Regions from separate parts of the Gossypium arboreum genome. Here all the other regions are linked to region 1. A link is a contact called in public Hi-C data. All regions are on one chromosome and are shown on one strand. Each heading gives the region's core, a stretch centred on a gene start, on an enhancer-like site or on the middle of the called end of the contact. The rest is flanking DNA. Distances are from core to core; before and after follow the strand shown.

Evidence for each region. Hi-C and Micro-C count contacts between places; a contact is called where the count stands out from the background.
Region 2: a contact with region 1 is called in a Hi-C map of leaf, with 3 times the contacts expected there. The contact joins the promoter of LOC108464958 here to the promoter of LOC108464957 in region 1. A contact is called at or near these places in 2 of 5 Hi-C or Micro-C datasets (both in leaf).
Region 3: a Hi-C map of leaf shows a contact between it and region 1, with 2.6 times the contacts expected there. The contact joins the promoter of LOC108486475 here to the promoter of LOC108464957 in region 1. A contact is called at or near these places in 2 of 5 Hi-C or Micro-C datasets (both in leaf).

Annotation. Positions count from the first base shown.
Region 1 is chr6:75,579,326-75,583,468 of ASM2569848v2, forward strand. It overlaps LOC108464957, which reads right to left and starts at 2,695. Exons shown (of 3, transcript XM_053029893.1): 1 at 1,921-2,695; 2 at 1,665-1,837. The coding sequence starts at 2,514.
Region 2 is chr6:75,717,328-75,721,311 of ASM2569848v2, forward strand. It overlaps LOC108464958 (magnesium transporter MRS2-1), which reads left to right and starts at 1,918. Exons shown (of 7, transcript XM_017765237.2): 1 at 1,918-2,214; 2 at 2,300-2,396; 3 at 2,929-3,525. The coding sequence starts at 2,938.
Region 3 is chr6:75,377,240-75,381,355 of ASM2569848v2, forward strand. LOC108486475 (zinc finger BED domain-containing protein DAYSLEEPER-like) reads right to left here and starts at 2,853. Exons shown (of 2, transcript XM_017790540.2): 1 at 2,409-2,853; 2 at 1-873. The coding sequence starts at 859.

The sequences.
Region 1 (4,143 bases), core at 1,445-3,944:
TAATTAACTTTATCAAATATTTTTAATTTTAATTTTTGTTTTACCTTTAGAATGATAATTTAATGGGATTAATTTATACGATAATTTACAACTTATATGTCATTTTAGATTGATAAACAAATTATTTGAAGAAAGATATATACATTATTGTTTAGTTATTTCTAATAATTTTAAATTATTTATTCGAAAAGATTGTTATGAATGGTAATTCATGAGTGAAATTAAGTTGATTTGAGAAATAATTTTTTAAAATATGTATTTAAATAAAGAAAATTATTTGTTGCATCTGTTAGATATCACAAATAGTGTTAAAGGGTTGATAAATATTTTATAAGAGTATAAAATTAATATTCTAAAAAAGAGACAAATATCAATTTTTAATATTGCTTATGAAATGAAAAAATACACTGTCAATATGCCAAATTATTATGCAAAGTTAACATTTCTAATTAACAAGTCAATTGAAATCCGCTTAAAATTTTTAAATTTATTTTAATAAATTAAATATCTTGTACTATTCTTAATTAACTTGCATCATTATTATTTTTTTCATGTTTAAATATTGTTTTAATTGAAACTAGTTAATGCCAGAATTGTTTAAATCAGACTAGATCAATTGGTCAGATCAGTTAGACCAAAAAGTGATTCTGAATCGGTTAGATCAAGAATCGATACCAATTAGCTAAAAAAATCGATTGAACTAATAGTTAAACTGAAATTTTTAAATTTTTTTGAATTTTTAATAATTTTTTAATTAAATTAATCGAACCCTGAATTGATAATCTAATCGGTTCAATTACCAATTGAATTTAGAAAACATTGGTTAATCCACACAGCATTTCAATTTAGCATATGTAAATAACCTAGTAGAGAAACAAAGTGAATAAATATATATTTTTTTATAAAACCATAATTTTTTATAAACATAAATTGTCTTTTATAAAATTTTATAAAATTTAATTTCCTCATTTTGATTAAATTATTTGACAAACATAACAATTCCAAGAATGAAATGCAAAATATAACAAAAAATTGTTAATCTTGATTTTATGATTAAGCTGTTGATGTTGATTTTCTATTTTAAAAATTATTTTTAAAAATTATTATAAAATTATATTGTTTTTAATTAATTTCTAATATATTTTTATAAATTTTAATTTTTTATAAATTTAATGATTTTTATGTTTTTATAATTTATATGAGTAGAAAAATTAGTATCTAGGTTTGAATGAACCTAGACGAAAATTTGTCTCCATTAATTATGTACTTAATTTAAAAATAATTTTATTCCTTTTGAAAAATTAATTGTTTTACTGATGTGGTGTATGTTAACAGCATTAACGTTTCCATTAAATAATAACATCAACGTCGTTAAAGGATCTATTTGATTAATTTTATTAGATTAAGACTCAATTAGACACAAAAATATTATAGGAGCTGAATTGATTTATTTGGTAAAATGACGATTTTAGAAATTAATCGTGTATTAATGTACATAAATAATTTAGAATTCATAAATTAATCTAAAATTTATAATATACTTATTTTAATTGTTTTAATATAAATATTATTACAATTTTAAAAGTTAATTAGTTGACCCCAGCTAGTGTGGAGGGAATAATTGTCGTTATATATATGAAAATGAAATGAAGCAAGTATTTTACCAGTCATTTGGGGCAGTCTTAACAGCTTGTTCAAAGTAACTTTTGGCTCTTTGAATGTCATTCTGGTTATGCCAAATTAGATCAGCATAAAGTGCCAACAAATTCCCATCATCAGGGTTCGCCAGAATTGCTCTGCCGCAGTACTCCTCTGCTCTGCTATAATCTCCTCTAATCTGTGCTACAATCGGTAGATGAATCAATTAATATTTTCATGTAATTAAGAAGACAAAACTCAAATGTCTTTATATCCTACTACCTCTTTCAAGAACTTGGCATAATTGCCAAGCAAAAGTGGATTGCCAGGATTGGCTTCAACCATCTTCTGATAGTAAACGTCAGTGCTATCACTCTCAAAGAACCCCGACCCGACACCACCAACGCCGCCCCCTGATCCTCCTCCTCCACAGATTTTACCACCACCATTTTCTTCTCCACCGCCCATAACCAGTGTTTGCATCACAGCACCACTATCTTCACCATCACCTACTGGTTCCCCCAACCCAGAACTTGAAAAAAGTTGTCTTCGTATCCTACAAGATTTGGGTTCTGATTCTAACTCTTTGTCTCCATCTGTTTCTTGCTTTGCCTGTTCGTGGAGAGAGTGAGGTGTTGCTATTATGGCTTTCCCCATGCTTTTTCTTGGTTTTGGTACATCGTTTTGGATACTGTTGTCAGCTAAGTTTAGTGGTTTACTAAGCTTATGATCATCATTGGAAGAAGGGGAGTGAAATGAGATTGAGCTGGTTCTTTGAAGAGCTCCAAATTCTGGTTCTGGTGATGAAATTGAACAGACTTTTGAATTTGGCCACCATGAGTTTAAGATTGGTGTTGACGAGCTTCTCAGCAGCATTTTTTATTGTTTCGAAAGGATGAACCAGTTTCAACTAAGAATAATAGAAGAGCTAAATGAAATTTAAAAAAGAAGAAAAGAAGAGCAAAAGCTATTGATTGATTGGTTGTCAGATAAGTAAAAAGCTTTGAATGCATAACCGACAAAGATATTAGTTTTTGGTTTGATGTGTTGGAATCAGCCTGAAAACCTACGGATACAAATGGTACTTCCCATTAGGGCCTCTAAGGAAGGGACACGTTGAGTTGGTGAGTGACAGGATGTGCGGCGAAAAAGACATGGGAGCGTCATGGGTTCATGTTTGGCATCAGCATCATGTTCACTGTCGCCTTAGGTTGCCTTCATTTTCATCCAAGCCATGGTTGACGCGTGCTTTGAATTTTTAGAGATAACGAAACAGAGAGATGGGTGAGTGGTGACCATTTTGGAACTTTGTTTAATTGGAATCTTCACGCTTTCTGTAAATTATTGCAGTCATATGTGTGACTGCCTCTGGATCCAGAATCAGGATCACATCATCTCAGAGATCCATTATTTCTGTATATCGCTTTTAAGTTTATCTTCCTTAATTATCTATATTTAATTCAATTATTATTATTTGGATCGATTAAAATAATAGGTTTATGTAATTTTGGTCCCGAATTTCACAATTAAGGTTAATTTAGTATATAAATATTTTTTGGTTAACATTTACACTTGAAAAACGTGGAATAAGGAATTTACATGTTAAAAAATAGGTTATAAAATAGTGAAAATTTAAAATTTTTCATTGATATTTATACAAATAATTTTATCAAATGTTTAGATGCTAGGAGAGTAAAATTTTATCAAGAACGGGATACATGATGAAAACTGAAACTTCCTCTATAAGGAAAGTCAAAATAAAAAAAAATTAGGCAGAATTGCAAAAAAAGCTCTCCTTTGAGAGCTTTTGGATATATGCCCCTAACATTCTTTTTATTCCTGAAATCGGCCTCTAATTTAACGAATTTTTCAGACATCAACCCAATTGAAACGGTAATTGTCAGCTGTCCGTTAGTCAACAGCCGGTCAAAAAAGTTGGTCTAAGTGACATTTCTGTTGACTGATGACGTGGCAAAAAATTAAACAAAGTTAATAATCATAAAACAAAAAAACCCCTAAATCCCCAAACCCTCAAATTCAAAACTATCTTTCCAATTTCTAAAATCCCCAAATTGTGAAATTCCCTAAATCCCTAACCTCCGAAATCTTAATTGAATCCCTAACAATATTCAAATCCTTAAAACTTGAAATACCTAAATCTTAGCATTCCGAAATCTTCTTAAAATCCCTAAAATTTTTACGAATTAAATCTTTGAATCCCTACCTAAATCTTAGCATTCCGAAATCTTCTTAAAATCCCTAAAATTTTTACGAATTAAATCTTTGAATCCCTAAAACTATTAGGAACGAAAAAGCTTCAACAATCGTGAGAGTTTTCGCAACCCAAAATCGAAAGGTAGGTGCTTTCTTATTTGGTTTGTTGGGAAAATAAATTCCATTTTTGGTTTGATTTGTTGGTTATTTGTGATTTACTATTGCAATTTTAGTGCGACAATGTAGGGTTTGTTTTGTCGATTTTTTATGAGATAGTAGTAATAGCTCGGT
Region 2 (3,984 bases), core at 668-3,167, 140 kb after region 1:
TCACTTGTTGATAAATTAATTTGACTTTTGTTTCTCTTCCTATTTTAACTACCACTATTGAGTTTCATTTTCTGCTATAAAGATTGTGAAAACAAAACTTGGAAATAAAATAGAAGATGATTATTTAGGAAGTTACTTGATCATATATATTGAAAAAGAAATTGTATAGAACTTTGATGATGATTCAATTATAAATGATTTTTGTGACATGAAAGAAAGGAGATTACAATTTAAAAGTCCAACTTGTTTAGATAGGTGAATGATTTCTCCTTCTTCTTCTTTTTTTATATCATATGGTTACTATATGCAAAATTATATTTTAATTTTGGTTTTTTTCAAATAGTAGAAAAGCATACTAATTTTTGGATTTTGATATGTTAGGTATTATTTATTAAAAATTGGAAGCACAATGCAATTATCATTTTATTCATATTTCAAATCATATATATCTATATTTTAATTATTAAATAATTATACATAAAAATTAATAGCAAAAAAATGTAGTTGCGAATGCTAATACAAATTTGTCCCCTTAAATTGTATTTTTGAACGAAGTGACTCAACATATTAGATACCCATGTTAAATAAGGAAGGGTAAAAAAGACTAACCATTTTCAGACATGAAATTATTGAGAATCGGGACTAGTAGGTTTGATGACTTCGGGGAGTTCTTTGATTAGAAAGAATTATCTTGATTGGTTTGATTCATACTCTACGGAAGTAGAGGGGATCGTAGTGAAGGAGGTTGATTCACAGTCTTCACCCGATATGCTACTTGGTGGATCCTGGTAGCCAAATAGAGAGTTCAACTGTGGGTAGGGAAATATCAAATACAAAAACCTCAACATTTCCTTACACAAACCAAACAAATTGCACCCAGTTCACGCAATTCATCGAACAACTGGCACGTCTCATTCGACTGCCCGTTCCTCCCATAAAACTCAATCAACGCAATCAAAATTACATTATCCGAATGAAACCCATGTTTCATAACAATGGCATAAAAGCAGCATCCCATCCTCAACTTCCCTAAAACCGAACAAGCCTTGATCACAGCAGATAGAGTGAACCTACTAGGCTCAGCTCCTAACCTCAGTAATTCAAAAAACAGTTGAAGTGAACTCTCTGGTCTTCCCACTTTAATATACTCCGAAACCATCAAAATACACGAATTATCTTATTTTACAAGCACCAAATCAAAAACTCTCCGAGTTTCTCTAAAATCAGTACACAGCTTAAAGTAGAGAACAAATAAATTGATATCTATAGAACGATCCATGTGGTGAGCAGATTTAAGATGGGCCGTGAGGAAAAGATTGAAGGTATGTGCATGCTTTCAAGAGGCAAGATTACAGTAAAGGTTTAGGGAAGAGGGTGTTTGGGTTTGGGGGGTTTTAGGAGATGGATTGCAAGGAAAAGATTATCCGGCCTGCACAATTGGAGGATTTGGGATACGACAACAGCTTCATCTCTACTCAACTATGGAAAATCCATCGAGTTAACAAAAAAAACTTGTTGAACTTTATAATTAAAAAAAAATCAGCTCAGAGTTTTGATCCTATACAACTTTTATCCGGTATTCGAGAGTTTATAATGATATATACAAGCAACTGTTGAGTTGAGTTGATGCAAAAAAAAAAAAAAAATTTGGGGAGTGAGTCAGTGCTAGTAATATCCAAATTCTAAAGGAGATTGAATAAGCTGTTTGGAAAATGAAAATGGACTTTTTATGCCTTATTGTAAAATCGGGCTGAGATTTGGAGGGGAAGAAAGGATGAGGAAGAAAAAAAATGATAAGACGGTGGGGCTCACAGTTTTAATTTATTATTTTAAAATCCACGCTATTTATGGTTTAATAGCATAGTGATTAAAATAAACCATTTTATTGGTTTACTAGTAATTAAAAATTTTCTTTTAAAGAACCTCAGGGTCACGACGACTCAGGAGCCGACAAAACTAATAAAAGCAACCAAGAAAAAAAAGGCTCTCCGCATCAGAAATCCTTTTTTAACATCAAAAATTTCAATCATAGATTCTTAATTAAGATTCTCGTCTTAGCTAATTGAGTAAAACTTACACCGCCTTTCGTAAATTTTTTAAACTATTTTATTTTATTTTATTTTTTTTTTTAAACACGTAAAAAATTTCGTATTTGATCCAGGAGTTCTCTTCCTCACTAAATCCTCCTGTTCTCAATCATCCGCTGCTGCCAAGGTACTTTTCCAAATCTAGGGTTTCCTTTTCCCTATTTTCTTTATGTTGTTATAATTTAATTTATTAATCCAATTATTTTTTGCAGTTTTTGATGTGTCGATATTAGCTTATTTAATCAGAGGCTGTGATTATATCTTCTTCACGCTTATCTGAGAGTTAAATCTTAGTTTTATTGATTCGAGGTAAGCTAGTCTCCTTGAAATAATATATACTCTTTTGTTACTGTTTTGTTTATTTATTATGCTTGAGTTGGAATTTAAATAGATTTTGCTCTTTATTTTCAGTTTTCTTTATATTATTATTGTTCTATTTAGTATAATTATAAGGCTGTGGAAGGAACTAGGCCAATTTTTAGGTAGCATTTTTAGGCGATATCCTGATGCTGAATTTTGTACCTCGCATGCTGAATTATTCATGCGTTTGATAGATTTTCGATCTCAGGCTGCAAAAAAAAAAAAAGGAAGTTGCTTTGGTTTCTGATGCATTAATGAACATGGTTAATCTAGTTATGGAATTGTATTCAGGCTTTGAAGTAAAAAGTTCTTGGATTTGATAGTTGGATTACAATATTTGAGTAGCTTTTAGACTTTGTTGGAAAAGTGAGCTTCTTGAGAGTTGAGACCTAAAGCCACTTTTTCTGTTTCCGCCCCCCCCCCCCCCTTCAGAACTGGATTATACAGTGTTGTCGTTAACTGGTTTTGTTATTTGTTTCAGTATTCTGTGATGGCAGACCTAAAAGAGCGTTTGCTTCCACCGAAACCTCAGTCGGCTATAAACATTAGAGATGCTTCCTATCGGCCATCTGCCTCTGGACGCCAGCCTTTCCAAGGCATGGATTTATCGGGGTTAAAGAAGCGGGGCCAAGGACTCAGATCTTGGATCCGTGTTGATACATCTGGGAATTCGCAAATAATCGAGGTTGACAAGTTCACTATGATGCGTCGATGTGATCTACCAGCCCGAGACCTACGGCTTCTTGACCCATTGTTTGTTTACCCCTCGACAATCCTCGGTAGAGAGAAGGCTATTGTTGTAAATTTAGAGCAGATAAGGTGTATTATCACTGCCGACGAGGTTCTACTCTTGAATTCCCTTGATAGCTATGTTTTGCATTATGTTGTGGAGTTACAAAGGCGACTTACAAGTGGAGTAGGTGAGGTATGGCAATCAGAGGGTCCCGAGTTGAACAGAAGAAGAAGCAGTAGGGGTTTTGACAATGTATACGGGAGCACATCCCCTGATTATTTGCCCTTTGAGTTTAGGGCTCTGGAAGTTGCTTTGGAAGCTGCCTGTACATTCCTTGATTCACAGGTGTGTGAAAGTGGCCTAAAACACCTTATTGCATTTGAATTAGACTTGGGATGATAAACCTAAAATCATTCACCCAAGAATCATTCACCTTGTTGACATTTAAAAATATATTAAAAACTAAAAAAGTGGTTGGAAGATCCATCAATTGCAGATTTATATTTTGATTGTTGGGGATGTTGAGCTATGTAAAAATTAAGGAAAATAAATAACACATATAACAGCAAGTCATGAAAAATGTTGCATGTTCTTGTTACTTGATTTTGGCTGAGTTTTTCTGATGTGGTTTAGGGGAGAAAATAGAAGCAATAGGAAGAATTAGGGCTAAACAAACAAGTAAGAAAGAAGGTGAAACTCTAGAAAATTTAGGGTTTAAAAAACCTCTAATTTCTTTATATTAAATCAAAGAAAAATAATAGGAATAATAATAGTTGTAAAGCTGACAACTTATTTATATAGGCT
Region 3 (4,116 bases), core at 1,603-4,102, 200 kb before region 1:
GCATATAAGGGTTCCTCACAGAAAATAGAGCTCTTAGGTTTTGATTTATGTTAACATTTGAGAAGAACTGATCAAAACCAAGTGTAAATAGCCGATTCTCCAATTGCCAATCTGATAGGCAAGACACAACAGCTTGCTGTAAGGCACAGTCTGAATCAGGAGAAGGTACCATGACTACATTAAGCAGGCAGCGGTGCAAATTCCATTCCATATCAATAAACTGTCCTGTTATGAAAACATAGCCCACAGTTTGATTTGAAATACGTAAATCTAACGTAAGGCTTATCCTTCCTGGAATTTCATTGATAAAATTGAGAAGCCTTTGCTTCTCATTCAGGTACATGGCAACACAATCTCCTTGAATGGTATTGAAACTCACCATATTAAACTGAGGTTGAAGAGTCCGTGCAAAATCAATAAAGCCAGGGTGTTCCACAATGTGGAGGGGATACTCGTGCATTATAATCATCTTAGCGATCTCATGGTTGCAGCGTTCCTGGTTAAAAGGGATGTTAGCAAATCCAGGAGTTGCCCGTTGTCTTTTTCTTGGTTCGTATGTAGCAGTTTTAGTGTCTGATGCCTGTTGATTCCTCTGACGGCTTACCGGGCAGATTCCTAAGGCAATGTGTCTCTTGAGGTGGCTAGTTCCAGCTAGCTTTGAACCAGTAATGTAAGCAAAAGATTTCTTGCATTGATTACAGCAGGCCCTGATACATCCATCTCCTACAGTCTCCACAGTGAAATGATCCCAGACAATAGACTTCTTCCTCCTGCGTTTATTGGGCTGTACTTCGGAACTAACAAGGTCATTGTTGTCTGTAGGAGTAATAGGTGTAACCGGAATGATTGCAGTCTCCATCTCAATGTACCGTCCTGCAATGAAGACGAGACAGCAGATGATAAAGTTCTCAAAAGTCAATGAAAAAAACACAAGACAGACACCATGAAGACAGCATATTGTAGTAGAAGAGAATACTACTATTGATGATACCCAAAGGCAAGTTTAGATATTCACAGTAGATTCAAAACTCATAGAATAATGACAAGCTTCTTAGAATGTTTCCATTATCTACGAGACAATAGTTATTCAAATTTACAAAATAACAAACAAGAGCAGGAGTTAACTAATTTTTATGATCCTCAGATAGATATTAGTAACCAGACAAATTTGAAGAGATGGCTTAAAAGACTGAGCAATTGAATATTAAAAGGTATGCAGAGAAGCTGGCTTTACAGTGAACATTAAAACTACAACATTCAGGTTAAAAGACAAACTTGAAATGATTCTAAGCCAAGCCTAGAATTCAAAAAGCCTTCAAGAGTCTACGGTAAACAAAAGCAGATGCGTTTTAGCCAGAAAAATAACAGTTGGAACTTGATAAACACATTAACTAGACTTGGTAACTCAAAGCTGCAAAGTCTAAAGACCAATTTATTCCCACATCTGGACATGAAAGACAACTTAAATAAACCAAAAAATAAAAAACACTGCTCCCATATATCTTGCTAATTGGCAGGATCAAACCCAACTTTTATATACCTAAAAATGTGGGCATGCCCAGATTGATGAGCTAACCTTATCATTATGGACCAAAAAGCCCAGTGGATATGCATAAGCAACTTGACTAAAGTGCCTTCAGCTGAAGTGAAAATCCACAGGTCCCCAACCCAAAGACACAAAAACCAAATCTCTTATTTATCTATTTATTGCCTAAGACCCCCAGTATCAAGCTCTTCCGGAGCACCTAAATGGGAGGAAAGCTTTGTTAGCACCTACTTTCTCCACACAAGATCGAAATTAAGGAACATTGAACTCCTTACCACTCAAGTCCAACAAAAACCAAATCTCTACCTTCCACATGGACTTTGTGCTGGAAAAAACCGTCGTTTGACCATTTATAAATTGAGAAACGAGAACCCACGAAAACAGGAAACAGAAAACGACTGCTTCTCAGAGGATGTAATGAGAAAAATAAATCCTACCACACTCATCCTATGAGTTCTACCAAGAAAAAATTTTCAATGAAACCCCATTGCAACACAAAAAAGGAAATAACTATCAGTCTCACACACTAAGAAGCCCATAAGAAAAGCAATTACAGTGAAATAAATTATGTGGATAAAAAAAGGCGAAAAACTGATTAGAAGATGCACATGAAGCAAAACATAAGCCAAATATGAAAACAACCAAGAAACATAATTTTGATTAACGTAAGCCAATATAAAACCACTAAGAAACATAATTTTGATTAACGCCAAGAATAAAATTTTAAAAAAAAGCCTCACAAAAATAAATACTCAATAAATACCAGATCCAAAAAACTGAAAACAAACTCTAAAATTGCAAAATTAGACATAAATAAACAAAACCCAACATATAAATCGAGGATTAAAAAAATAGTTGATACCTCGTTGTATCACCAACAAAACCCTGAAAGCAGATCCAAAACAACAGTTTCACCGATTTAGAGGCTTGTTTTCACCCGGAGACCGAAGGAATTAAAAAAATAATATATTTGAATTTCCGGTAACAGAGGGAAGCGCAAAGGAGGAAGATGAAGGAGGAGAACAAAGTCGGTTAATTGGGCTGAAGCACCCAAAGGCAAAAAAAAAGGTTCAGAGCTTTGAAGTTTAAAGCTTTTGTTTGTTTGTTTGTTCGCTGTTCGAGCGAGGGAGAGAAAAACAAAACCCTAAATTGGAATTGGACCTGAGCTGGGGTAGCTAGGGCTAAAACTATATATAATCAAAAAGATCTCGAGTTTAGGCCTTTTGAATGAGAGTCAGGGGGGCGAAAGGGGCATTTATGAGAAAAGAAAAAGAGAAAAAATCGTAATTGGATATGGACTGACTGACTCTCTCAAGGTCCAAATTTAATTTTCCTTTTTTTATTCATTCTGTGAAGGCGGTTCCATAGTATTTTTCATCAGCCACCCACTTGGTTTAATCTTGACCGTTCCTTTTACCTATTCATCTCGGCTTACGGTTCTCATGACTCACGGGTAGGTTAAACAATTATATTTTAATTTTCTTAGAAAATTCAAAAATCAAAATTAGACCGAACCTTACTCTAATCATGATTCATCAATGCATTTTTATCTATCTATATACGGTTATAACACGCCCGACTGAACTTAATTAGGAAATGATAAAAAATATATTTCTTACAATCACGTTTTCTAATTAAATTTTTAAAGTAAAGAATTCAACAACCGAATCCACCTCTAATTCATTCAATATCCATAAATTCTTATTTAAATATTATAGTGCTATTATAAATTAGTTAAATAAAATGCATCTTACTTATAATAAATTACACATTTAATCATTAAAACAATCAACAAATTTCAACTATAAAAAATTAAATTATAATATGATGATACATGTTTTCGATTTGTAACATTTTAGTTAATCGCTCATTAACAAGATGATAAAGTGGTACGTAAATCAATATTTTAAAATTAGATTAATAGTCAAATTAATCAAATTATTAATTTTAGTTTAATTGATTTACTGTTTAATAATATAAAATCATAATAATTAAAAAAATAAAAAAAACCTCAAATAAACTTTGGCCTATGCTTTTAAGTTTAATTTAAATTAGCCCACCGTCTTTTAAGTCATAGGACATAACCAACATAAAGTAAGAAAACCTAAAAAATTATTATCGCTAACTCCTTTCAATTCTCACTTGTCCTTTATCACCAAACCAATCTTTCTGACTTCCTCATTTTTCAGCTGCGATGGTCGTCGAAGAAGCAGATGGCTAAAGGCAGCTGAACTGGAGGCTGAAAGAGGGAGATTGGAGACTAAAGAGTGAAGAGAGGTTGAGAGAGTCAGAGAGGCCGGATGGACGAGTGACGAGAGTGGTGGTTGCCCGGGTGGGTGTGGGTCTCAGGTTGTTTGTTTTGATCGGCTTGCGCAGACGAAAGAACCGGTCGGACAGGATTTTTACCGATTTCTTAGTTCACGGTTCAAACGGTTTTTTCTAGTGATCGGACCATTCTCAAATCAACCGAGGGATCCAATTTGGTTTAAATATCATTGACATTAACTTAAGGTGAATAGCTAATTCTACCTCTAAGCTAGTCAATATCGAACCGGTAGATGCATCAGTTT